Linked DNA regions of Columba livia: region 1 is linked to region 2. Evidence: chromatin contacts called from public Hi-C data. All regions are on one chromosome and are shown on one strand. The core of a region is the stretch at or near the end of the contact, and the rest is flanking DNA. Distances in the headings are between cores, read along the strand shown.

What was found. A called contact is a pair of places that touch in the nucleus more often than the background predicts.
Region 1: a contact with region 2 is called in a Hi-C map of crop, with 6 times the contacts expected there. The contact joins two enhancer-like sites. A contact is called at or near these places in 2 of 2 Hi-C or Micro-C datasets (crop and liver).

Annotation. Positions count from the first base shown.
Region 1 is chr24:3,106,295-3,111,549 of bColLiv1.pat.W.v2, forward strand. LOC110364501 (a long non-coding RNA gene) reads left to right here. Exons shown (of 7, transcript XR_010467901.1): 4 at 14-148; 5 at 1,779-4,033. Among named protein-coding and RNA genes, the nearest start is that of BARX2, 15 kb to the right of the region's middle. Within about 2 kb of position 2,702, at least 2 of the 3 cell types and tissues checked have an H3K27ac peak away from gene starts, as active enhancers do.
Region 2 is chr24:3,027,054-3,032,819 of bColLiv1.pat.W.v2, forward strand. All of the region lies in intron 2 of ARHGAP32 (Rho GTPase activating protein 32), which reads right to left. Among named protein-coding and RNA genes, the nearest start is that of ARHGAP32, 63 kb to the right of the region's middle. Within about 2 kb of position 3,373, at least 1 of the 3 cell types and tissues checked has an H3K27ac peak away from gene starts, as active enhancers do.

The sequences.
Region 1 (5,255 bases), core at 1,452-3,951, 79 kb after region 2:
TTCTTGTCTTGAGGAGGAAACGTATTTACTGATGATGGAGGAGGAAGGTGTTTGCCTTGCTGGAGAGGTGTGGGACTGCCATGGCTTTATTTCCGGAAAATGAAGATAATTGTAAGCCGGCATCACTTTCTGAAGGTACAAGAACAAGGTGTGTATGGGTTCTGAGGAGGATTTAGCAGGTCTGATGAGATAAACTGCCCTGAGGATGGTCCGTTGCCGTTTCTCTGTGTGTGTACAGCAGCTGGTACCGCAAGGCTACGGCTGGGAATCCTGGATGCTTCTGCAAAACAGATGATGATCATAAAAATATCCCGCACCTCATTAAGCAAGTCAAGGAAAACTCCAACAAGGATGCAGATCTACAGTAATTATTGGCAAGGAAGCTGGGATTTCTGACTTCAAAAGCAGGTCTGAAAGAGTTAGGGCAAATCCCAGTGAAAAGCCTGCATACCTTGAGCTGCCCTGGAGTATGAAATATTGCCAGTGCTGTGGCAGACAGAGAGAAGTACATTTGTCTTGGTTACTGCTACAGCCCAGAAATGCACCATTTCCTGTGCTGTAATTGTTTTGACTCAGAAGAATTATTCTCCTTTCTGTGTTCTGGCTTTCTGGGACTCTGATCACCAAGGTATGCTGCTCGGCAGAGGGAGAATGGCTCGCTGCCCATCGTTGTGGGTGAAAAACTATTTCATTAAATCTTTCTGGACAGTGCCTTTCAATTTCTATTGCGCTGGGGATCTGGAATCTGAGCCAGTCAGTAAAACAGGCCTCTTGCTCTTGGAGGTGCCAGAAGCGATCTGCCCGTCTGCTGAGTGGAAATGATACAGTCCCGGCCAAGCTTTGTGTTCCAGGATTCAGCCCACGCCACTGATTTTATATATATATATATATATATATTTTCCCCATTGTGGTGGGGAAGATGGGTAGGTGCTGGGGGGTGCATGTGAGAAACCAAGAGAGCACACATCTTCAAAAGGCAGAAATAAGACAAAAATAAAAGACACAAAAGACAGAATGGCAAATTGTTTTTCTATGGATGAGTTATCACATAGCAATTTAAAAAAAATTGCGCTATCTGGTTTACTATTTTATCCACGAAACTATTCTTTCTCTTAATATTCAGCTGCTGTTCATGGGATTGACGTGATGGTAAAACCATCTGCAATACTATTAGCAGTCTCGGTATAAAAGAGATCCTTTAACAAGGTGTTAGGGTTGGCTGTTGTCTTCCTCCTGCCTCAGGCAGCCCCCCCTACCACTCTCTTTATTTTTGCTGCTTAGTCAGCAGGTTCTAAAGCAGATTCAAAGCAAAGATGAAAGCAGCCGGCTCTAAAAATGCTGATTTCTCCAAGTGCTGCACCCAGGGACAGACGCAGTACCAACATCTTCCTAACAGCAGACTTCAATCCGCTTCTAAGCGTAGACGTGTAAAAGGGAAAATAATTTACCAACAAGCTTAGAATAAAGAATACCCTCTTCACCTAAAGCAGGCAGCCTACAGAACAAAGAGGAAAAAAGGCAAAACCAGTCTTTTTTTCCTTTCCTGAATATAACTTTTTTTAGAAAAGCTTGGATAAATCAGCCTGGTATATTAACCTCTCATGGGTGATGGAGGGAGTGTCATCTGCAGCCTGCTTCTCATGTCTCCCTCTCTTAAACAGCAGTCTCCCTTTGCTCATACGTAATACAGTGGTGGGTGGGTTTTTGGGTTGGGTTTTTTTGTGTTTGCCTCTGTTTTGAGGCACCAGGTCGTTCTGATTTTGCCTTCCCTTTTGCAGGGTCTGGGCTGGCTGTGAAGGGCTAAGTGATGTGTAAAGAACACTCTCTCATCTCTCTTGCCTTCGGTGTGAGCTTGTCTGTGGTGCATCCCAGCTGAACAGGATGAAAGGATCCGTATTCAGCGCATAACACCTACAGCTCAAGCCAGAAAAAGAGCCCAGGAAAAAAACAAACAGCAAAACCCTCCTGCTTTGAAATTCCCTGATGTTGCTTACTTTCACAGCTGCTTCAAGGACCAAAGCTTTTAAAATCTTAGAGAAGACACTAAGAGCAGCTGATTCACCCAATAATGTTTCTTTAAACTGGTTTCATGTTTTCCACACAGAATCTTGGGGGTCAGCATTCTTCCTTGTTTCACAACCGGTGAAACAGAGACACAGAAAGGGCAGATGACATATTCAAGATCACATAATGAATCCTGAGAGTCTCAAGAACTACAAGATGAGGTCCTGATTTTGAGCTAATGGATAGAATCCTAAATTCACAGTATTTCCCAGAACTGTCCTGCTGTGGGAAGCCCAGCCCGTACGACTTTATTTAGTAGAGTCTTTGATTTTTCCTTTTTTTCCCAAGGAAGATGAATCCAGGAGATCCCGTGAACCTTTTGGGGTTGTCAGAGCACTTTTTGTAAGAGTAAAGACTTGTCTCACTGCCTCCCTTCTGTTTGACCGTGACCTGCGAAGGACTCCGGAGCACCAAGAGAGGACGTGAGACCGTGACACATGGCTTAGGGTGCGATAAACCAGCCCTTGCTCTGGGCCTCTGAAAAACTGCAGAGACTGTCGGAAACACAGAGAGGGGTGGTCTGCAAGTAAGAAAAGAGGGGGCTGACATGAGGGGAGAGAACGAGAAGGGAAGACAGCAAGAAGAATTTGTGAGCACGCGAGGTTCAAAGACATTCCTTGGCTTCTTCTGCCTCCTGTGCCGGCTTGGCCAGAGCTGGGGCAGTGAGGACCTCACTTAATCCGCGCTTCCCTTTCCTCTTGCACTGGGAATGGAAGAGTTGTGTGTGACCCTGCTCTCCCCCTCTTTCCCTCTCCATTTCCTTTCCCAGCAGCTCTCTCTGGGATACGCAGCCATCTGGCTGTTTATTGCAGCGTGAGCTGAACTCTTAGATGGATCCTTTGGAATTTGGTCCTGGTTTAACAATTTCTCTCTCGCTCCTTTGCGTTTTCTATACGTCTCATTTGTGCCCCTGGAGCCACTATTGCATGAGTGCACTCTGGCCTTTTATATCCCACGTATTTTCATGTTTCCTCTTCTCCCCAGAGCTTCTCCACATTCCTCTTTGGTTTCTATTATTTTTATTCAATTTTTTCTCACGTTTCTCTGCTTCCTGTTAGCACAGGGAGCACCATCCCGCTCTGAAAGAGTTGACTGAGCGTAGGCATCAGCCTCCCTCCTGCTCTAATCCCATCCGTCCTGGGTCAGGACACTGACCTCAGGGGCATTGCTGGAGGCGGAAAGGGAAGATGCAAACGGTTCCAGAGGAAGTTCAGCCTTGAAGTTCAGAATAATGAGCAAAAATCCTTAGCCTCTGTCGCTTTATGCGACGAGTAAAATGCACAGTACAGTCTGCTTAATCCCTTCACTTCTAGGAGCAAGCAAAGATGCTGGTAAAGAGACAGGGAAACAAAAAGGAGCAGCTTCCATTAAAAAACTATCCTATATTGGTAAGAGAGCATGAGGTACTGAGATTATAATGATAGTCTCTCCTGGGTACTTTCATACTTCTTTTTCCTTCCAGGATATCTCATAAGATAATGTTAACCACGCAGCTGCTGCAAATAGATTTCTTGGTGGACTTCTCATGAAAGAACAGATTGATGCTGTGAAATGAAATCCTCATTTGTGTCTGGTGGTGAGATAAACTAGGAATATTAGAGCACTATTGTTCTAGGCTCTTTGACTATTTAAGATTTTTTTCCTTTTTATTTCAGTCCTCTTGCTATACCAGTGAACTTCCCATAGTTGTTTGCTTGTGCTGGGTGCCGTGGGGGCAGGACTGAAGATAAAGCTGATGCTTCTTGTACCATCACAAGTGTAGTATGTGAGGGATGGATGGTGTGCTGGGATCTGTGCCGAGGGGCTGAATGGCCACTGACAGCTTCACAGTGGCAAAGGATGTGGACCCGGAATAATTAGACAACTGTGTCTCATTGCAGCTCATGACAGCTTCCAGATGCTGCTGTAAGTGATTCCAGATGTGTTCTTCAGGACCTCTGGTTGTCGAGAGCACCCGTGCACTGGGAGGGTGAGCTACATCCTCTTCCAGGGATGCATGTGGCATCTCTGTCTTTTCATTTTACACTCACGTGGTGGGGATGAGGTCAGCAGCATTCAAAGGTACACTCAAAGGACAAAGCCTTTCACGTGTCCCTCCAGTAACTGTGTCCTTTCCAGAGCTCACAGATGTGCACAGCTGTGCAGCTGACCAGGGCATGAAGGATTGTCTCTGTCTGTTGCTGGTAAAACTGTATTTTTCCCTATGCACTATAACTTCAGGGCCTGCTGTCTCCCATGGTGGAAGAGGGAGCCATGCAGACCCAAAGGAACCATCCAGATTATCTTGTCTGAGGGCACAGGGCAGGGAATTTCTCTTGGTTATTCTCATGTCTGGCCTGATACCTCCCCCTGCTGTTCCTTCCAGCTCCATCCCAGCTCTTGTTCATTCCTGATGAATATTTCATAGTGGTTCAGCTATAGAAACCCCAAACTTGGGAGCAAGAAGGCTCTTTGGGCGCTGACTGCAAGCATTTCTCAGTTTCCCCATCTTTAGGAAAATACAACCTCTCCATCCCCCTCCCGGAGCTGGGTTTTAAGAGATTGCTTTGCTAAGCTTTGCACATTTGATTTGTGTTCAAAATGATGGTTGATGCACTCAGTCCCAGCGTCATTAAAAGCCACCTTTTGTCCTTCCCGGTATGAACACTTCCAGGATGAGATTGGTTTATATTTTAGTATTTTTAAAGTAATAAATATAATGATATGGGAAAATACAGGAAGGACGGAGAGTAACAGAAGAAGTGATTTTCATGCTTGTTCAAGCCACTTCACTGTACTATGCAAACCATCTGGTATGAAACAGGCGGGCAGTTTTACCTAACTGTATTATCTCTGACTTCGGCACAGGAGCTGGTAGGGCAGGAAAAGTGTTCTATTGCCTGTGGATGTGCCCCGGAGAAACAGAATTACATTAGATTGTAAAATCTTGGTGAAAGGGACAGGTTTTTTAATTGCACGGTGATTCAGCATCCAGCACAAGTGGTGCTCATCCAGCTGGGTGCCATCCTATTGAAAGTAGCTATTGCTTTCCAAAATAAAAATAGCTGTAATAGTAATAAGAGTGGGAAAGATGGACAAATGCTAGGTAGAAGAGGGCACGCAGTGGTGATTTTGCCCATTATGGTAGGGAAGTTCAGCCTGAATTCTTCAGCAAAGCTCAGGGACATTTTTGTCTTATTTTCCCAGGTTTC
Region 2 (5,766 bases), core at 2,123-4,622:
CACACAATTGCTTTAGTATGTAATAGGACACTTGAGAGTTTCATTGTGAATTTGAACATTAATAGGATCACCAATTTAATAAATCTTACAGGTCTTTTACATAAGAAAATAACTAATTACAGTAATAAATGTGCAGTTCCTGTAAGCTGCTTTCAGGCAAAGCTGGATGTGCTCGCCTTAATTTTCTAAGGAACAGAATTTCTGTAGGAAGAAAAATACTTGTTCTCCTCCGTCAGCACTAGAAGCTGGTGAGATATAAAAATGGATAAACAGACCTGACAGAAAAACGTGGGCTCCGAGCCAGCTTGAGACTGCCCTGGATCTGGCTCAAAGCAGCAGAGGCCAAACTCCCACCTCCAGGAGACTCAAATGCCAGCGTCCCTCTGAAGAAGTGGGATTATCCTCCTCTTCCCACTCATGTCCAGAGCCTGCTGGAGGAGACACCTGCCAGCCCATTTCCAGCAGCATGGATCCATTTAAAAGGACTCCGATGAGATGCAATACAGTCATTAACTTGGGTTGCTTTTCCAATTCGATGTGAGCTCTTTGGACTCGGCTGCACAACGACAGTCTTGTAAGTCTCACAATTGAGGAGAAAGGGTAAAACGCTGAATTTGTGCAAGCTAAAATCTTTAGTACCAAGTACTAACACCAGAAAAAAATTGCTGGATAGGTAAGTAAAAAAGAAACTGATTGCAATTTTAGAAACAGTATTGCTCCAAAATAAACTGCAACTACTTTCCATTTAAACCAAAGACACATAGCTACAGAAAACCAGACTTTATTCACCACTACTTGGAACCTGTTTTGATCCCAAACCTGGCAGGCACAATGTCACCCTAGGTTACCCTCCTGTCCAAACACAACACTCCAAATGAGATTTGTCAGCTTTTGTGATTTGTGTCACGGTAATTTAATTTTAAAAATCATTTTGAAATAGTTGAATTATTTACATCTGAAAATTAGCGAGCCAGCATCACCCGTTGCTTCTCACCTCCCTGTTTTCTATGCATCGCTGTTCTGCGGAAGCCCAGTAATTGCACACAGCAAATCTGTTTATGCAAATTCTGTAGTCCCATTTTCACAGCTCAATGGCACTGCTGCATCAATCTGCTTTGGTCCAAAAGTTCACAAACAAATTAGGACTCGATGCAGAACACAGTCAATTGACTTCAGCAGGATCCTCAGTTCTCCTACGCTGACAGTCTTGATGGTCGGTCATTCCATTATTAAACCATCACGGCCGTTTGCTCGGTGGGTATCAGGGGATCCCTGAAGATGCTACATCACTTGTGCAGTTTTCACGTGTTGCTTGGGAATTGGGGTGTCCAGCTTTAAGCGTGCAAGTTTGAAATTTTTGGCCTTTTTATAGACATCATTTGGAAAACTTGAGCTTTGCACTCTCTAGCACACAAAACCTTAGTCATAAATAATTTATAGCTAAGAACTCCACTGCATAATGTGAAAGGATTTTCTCCTAAAAAGTCTTATTGTATTTATCAGAAAACATGTCAACCTGTCTCCCTGACATCCAGAAATGTAACACAGTTTGAAAATACATGTAAAATTGAAGAAAACAGTCCAGTGAACATGATGTGATAAAGTTTCCACCCTGATATACTCAATAGTGGAGAATGTGGAACCTACGCAAACCCCACAGCTCTCCTGCTGCCGCAGAATTACACTGGGATGCACTACAAGAGAAGAAAGGGTGGACTCCCATCAACCTCCAAGAATCCCATACCCACTTAACTGGTTTTCCATAATACTACTGTAAAATCCCTGAGGAGAAAAGGTACTTTTATCCAAGCTTGACACAAAGCAAGAGTAACTGTTAGGCAACAACATTTATGCATCTTCCTACCATCAGTCTCTCGGCAAAGCCAGTTTGGAGGGACCAGATTGCTCTGGATTCTTTCAGCACATGGCCTTGTTTCTAAAAACAGCAGAGCTGACTCAAAATGCTTGTTGGTTTCCATGACAGTCTTTTCTTTACATCATTTTCATTTTCCCTTCATTTTCTTGGAGGGGAAAAAAGAGAGGGGGAAAAAAAAATGGTAAAACCTCATGGAGCTCTCCAAAGAAACCAAGCTTTGCTAGAGTTTTACTTTTTCACTGAAGAACAGCAGCAAACGGGAACGTTGTTTCAGTAGAAGTTGTTACTGTGCCATTAAGAGGATGAACTGGAGCGGCCAGTCTATGCCATTTGAGATCTGACGTTGGTGTTTCTGCTCTTGGGTACCAACCAGCTACACAAAGCTGGGTCAACATCCACTTCTTGGCAAATCTTACTTCGCAACGCTATCGAGAACCTGTCCTACAAATCACTGCGAGGCAGAAGATGGGATCTCCATTAGCACCATCCTGCTTCTACCAATCACTGCTCAAAACTCAGCCTGAAGCATGAGGAAAGAATAAATATGGTTCATCTTGGCTTCATACTTCACAGCCACTAACACGCCCCAGGGAGACAAAGCTCTACTCTCACTTTATGTGCTGTAGCAACTATCCTGGTTCTCCACAATAAATAAATCAGCAAAGCAAAGGAAAAATGCTTCCACTAAACTGAAAGTCACCGTGTCCAAACTGCTACAAATAGCTCCAAGTGAAAGGTTCCCGACTCTGCAGCATTTATCTCCCCAAGCAATATCCTGAAAAGGATTAAAATGTACCTGAGCACAGGAAGACCATAACTGGGCCACTTCTTTAAGGAATGTACAGTCATCGATGAAGGTGCAACGTTCATCCCAAAATGTCAGAGGCACAGTGACAACGTGATGGAAACGCAAATATTTGCCAAGTTCTTTGTAATCCCACTTTCCATTGATTCATTTAGTGGATGCAAATGAGTTTTCCAAGTACTTTTCATACAGGATGTTTATGTCCCTTCAATACATTTCAGCTACATTTCTCAGAGCCGCTTGTGATACTGGGCCATATTTAAAATGCAGAAGCAATAGTATCTGGTTTATGTAGCTGGGGCTGACAGTCGCAGCTTAAACAAAAATATCTGCTTGTTATACTACAGAAGCTTTACTAAAGGCAAACAAACACCCTCCCTCCAGCTGTGCATTTCCCAATTGACTTTCTGAAGAACGAGCACCCGGTGCTGTTCAGGGTCTGAGCGGCAGAGCGCAGCACTGGCACGTCTAACAACCACCTCCAGTGCCAGCAACGCTGCAAACCAAGGACAGGCTCCTGTTCTCATGCCCAAGGGGCCTGTGCGCCCATCTCTACACCCTCACGCAGCAAGGAGCAGGCATCAGATCAATCCTACCCACGAGAGGACAAGGGTCTAGCTCGCTCTCATTACAGCAATCCAATGCAAAAAAACACCTTTGAGATCCAACAGAAAAGCACAAAGGTGGTTTTCAGAACGAGAAACAGTTGAATTTTTATATATATTTTTAAATTTGAGTCATCACGTAGCTCCTTAACCTGATCCTTGTTGCGAAGATAAAAGAACTATCCCTTGTGACGTGGCAGAGGACAGCTGTAGGACTGGCTTAAGTGCAGGCATAGCTCAAGGCCAGGACTGCTGGGGTTATTAGAAGTAGTGCTGACTTTTTAGATTTAGCTCCCAGCTCAGGGACTTGGGAATGCAGGGAAACAGTTACCCAGCGAGATGCCTGTAAAACCTCACAGTAAATGAGAAATGTGATAGACGAAAGGCAGTGAAAAAAACGACAAGTGCTTCCAGTAGGAAAACTCTGGGCTACGCACACTCCTAATCACATGTCCAAGAAATCTGCATTCAATAAAGATACTTTCATGTGTATCATTTTTTGAGTTGAGGACTTTTAATTCCATTTTCCATATTCCCTGTCAATGTTCAATTGTTCTAGCCAGTGCTTACTGCATGCCATGGTTAACAGGGAATTCTCCTCTTTCAAAAGACCACACAGGATGTGTGTTTTCTACTCCCAGCTTTTCCACTCCAAAGTGGGGAAAAATAAGAAAAAGGAAAAAAAAAAAAAACACTTTTAAGCACTGCCATGAGCTGGCAAATGAAGGGAAACCTCTCATTCCTGAGACTCAGCATTAGTCCAGGGCATCCATTTACCATAGTTTAGAGGATCAGCCTGGAAAGAACAAAACGCAAATTCTTAACTATTCATCTCCTGTGTTTTCAGATAAAGTTCACTGGCTCACAGATCCACGGGTAAAACCATCTCCGGCTCACATGTGAAACAACTCATTTGGTAAGTGAGAGCTGAGACATAGACCAAGCAGCTTGGCAGCTGTTTGAACCTACACGGGCATTGTGACCAAAATTCACCTCTGTAAAGCAGGTTGATTTTATGTCACGCGAAGATTTCCTAAGCGAGGCTTAAAGACTTGAACTGATCCTCTGCAGATGAATCAAATGTACCCAAAGGACAGTGAACTTCCAGCAAAACTGTCCCATGCTTGTATTTTCTTTCATAGCTCTCACTGGTTTTAGAGACAAAAAGGGATGCGACAAGCAAAACGGAATGGTTAGCTCCTGAGGACGACATTAGCATGATAACTACCTGCCAGCTTTACGTTCGGCCTTGCCATGGCTATAGCGAAGCAGCAGTGAGATCCTTATTACCATTCCCAAAGCTCTCAGCAGTACAGTACACAGCCTCGCATAATAGCACACTGGCGAAGGAATGTACTTTAGGAACAAAAATCCCACATACAATACGCGTGGGAAAGGCAGCCAGGGTTAGAGTCCTTCTTCTGTAAAATGAACTGTAGAAAAAAGCCAGAGAAAATAGAAGAGTCAATGAGCACAATACTTCAATTCCAGGTCCTTGTTGGCTTAAAAAAAGAGACTCCAAAAATCCCAGCCCCTTGTTTGATGCAGTTTCTACAGCCCATTGTTTCACAGAGGGATGAGGTGATCCTAACCATGGCTTAGGCATAAAAGGACAAGTGGAGCTTTGCGTTGTTATGGTAGAGAGCAATATCTCATCACACAAACAACAACAGAGATTAATTCAGTCATCAACGAGGAAATCCCACCTTGGTGAGCCCCCTGGCCAGCCAGTGGTTATGGCAATAACAATGTTATGTGGCCTTCATTGCCACACAGCTACTACAGAGAGCACAACCCAGTGGTTTACTCACAGTGTGATAAACAGACACACTCAGGCTCCCTAATGCCTCAGTAAACCCAGGCTTAAGTGCCTAATGTACATTAATGCATTTTTATGCCTACCTACACTTACGTCATTTGGCAGAGGGCTACTGGGAGAGTTCAAAAAATTAGCCATTAAACTCCAGTGCCACCTCTATCTTTTTAATTGCTGTTACCCCCTAGGACCATAAAAGAAGAAATACTAGTGGTGGCATGTAAATACACGACCCAAACATGACTGTATTTACTGATGTGCATTGGATTCACTCTGCAATAGACAGATAAAATGCAAAATCAGGATGCATTAAAACTGGTGATCATGACGGAAAACAAACTTTACTCATCCAGCCTCAGCAAATTCTAAATCCTTCCTTCTTTACTAAATGTTGCATATAAACAAAAATTTAGAAAATGCCATTCTTTTCTCCTGGATCAACACTACACCGCAAGACTGCATATACTCTAAGTGCAACCAGAAACAATTGCTTCTATAGCATCGCCAATGGAAATTAAATGATTGCTATAAATTAATACTTACTGCCAAAAATACGGTATCCGTTCTGTTTAATTGAACTCATTTAATTGGCAAACCCAAATAGAAGCCAATGTGCCAATTAAGGGATTGCCCTAATTTTCAGAGATTCCCGGGGACCAGCTTC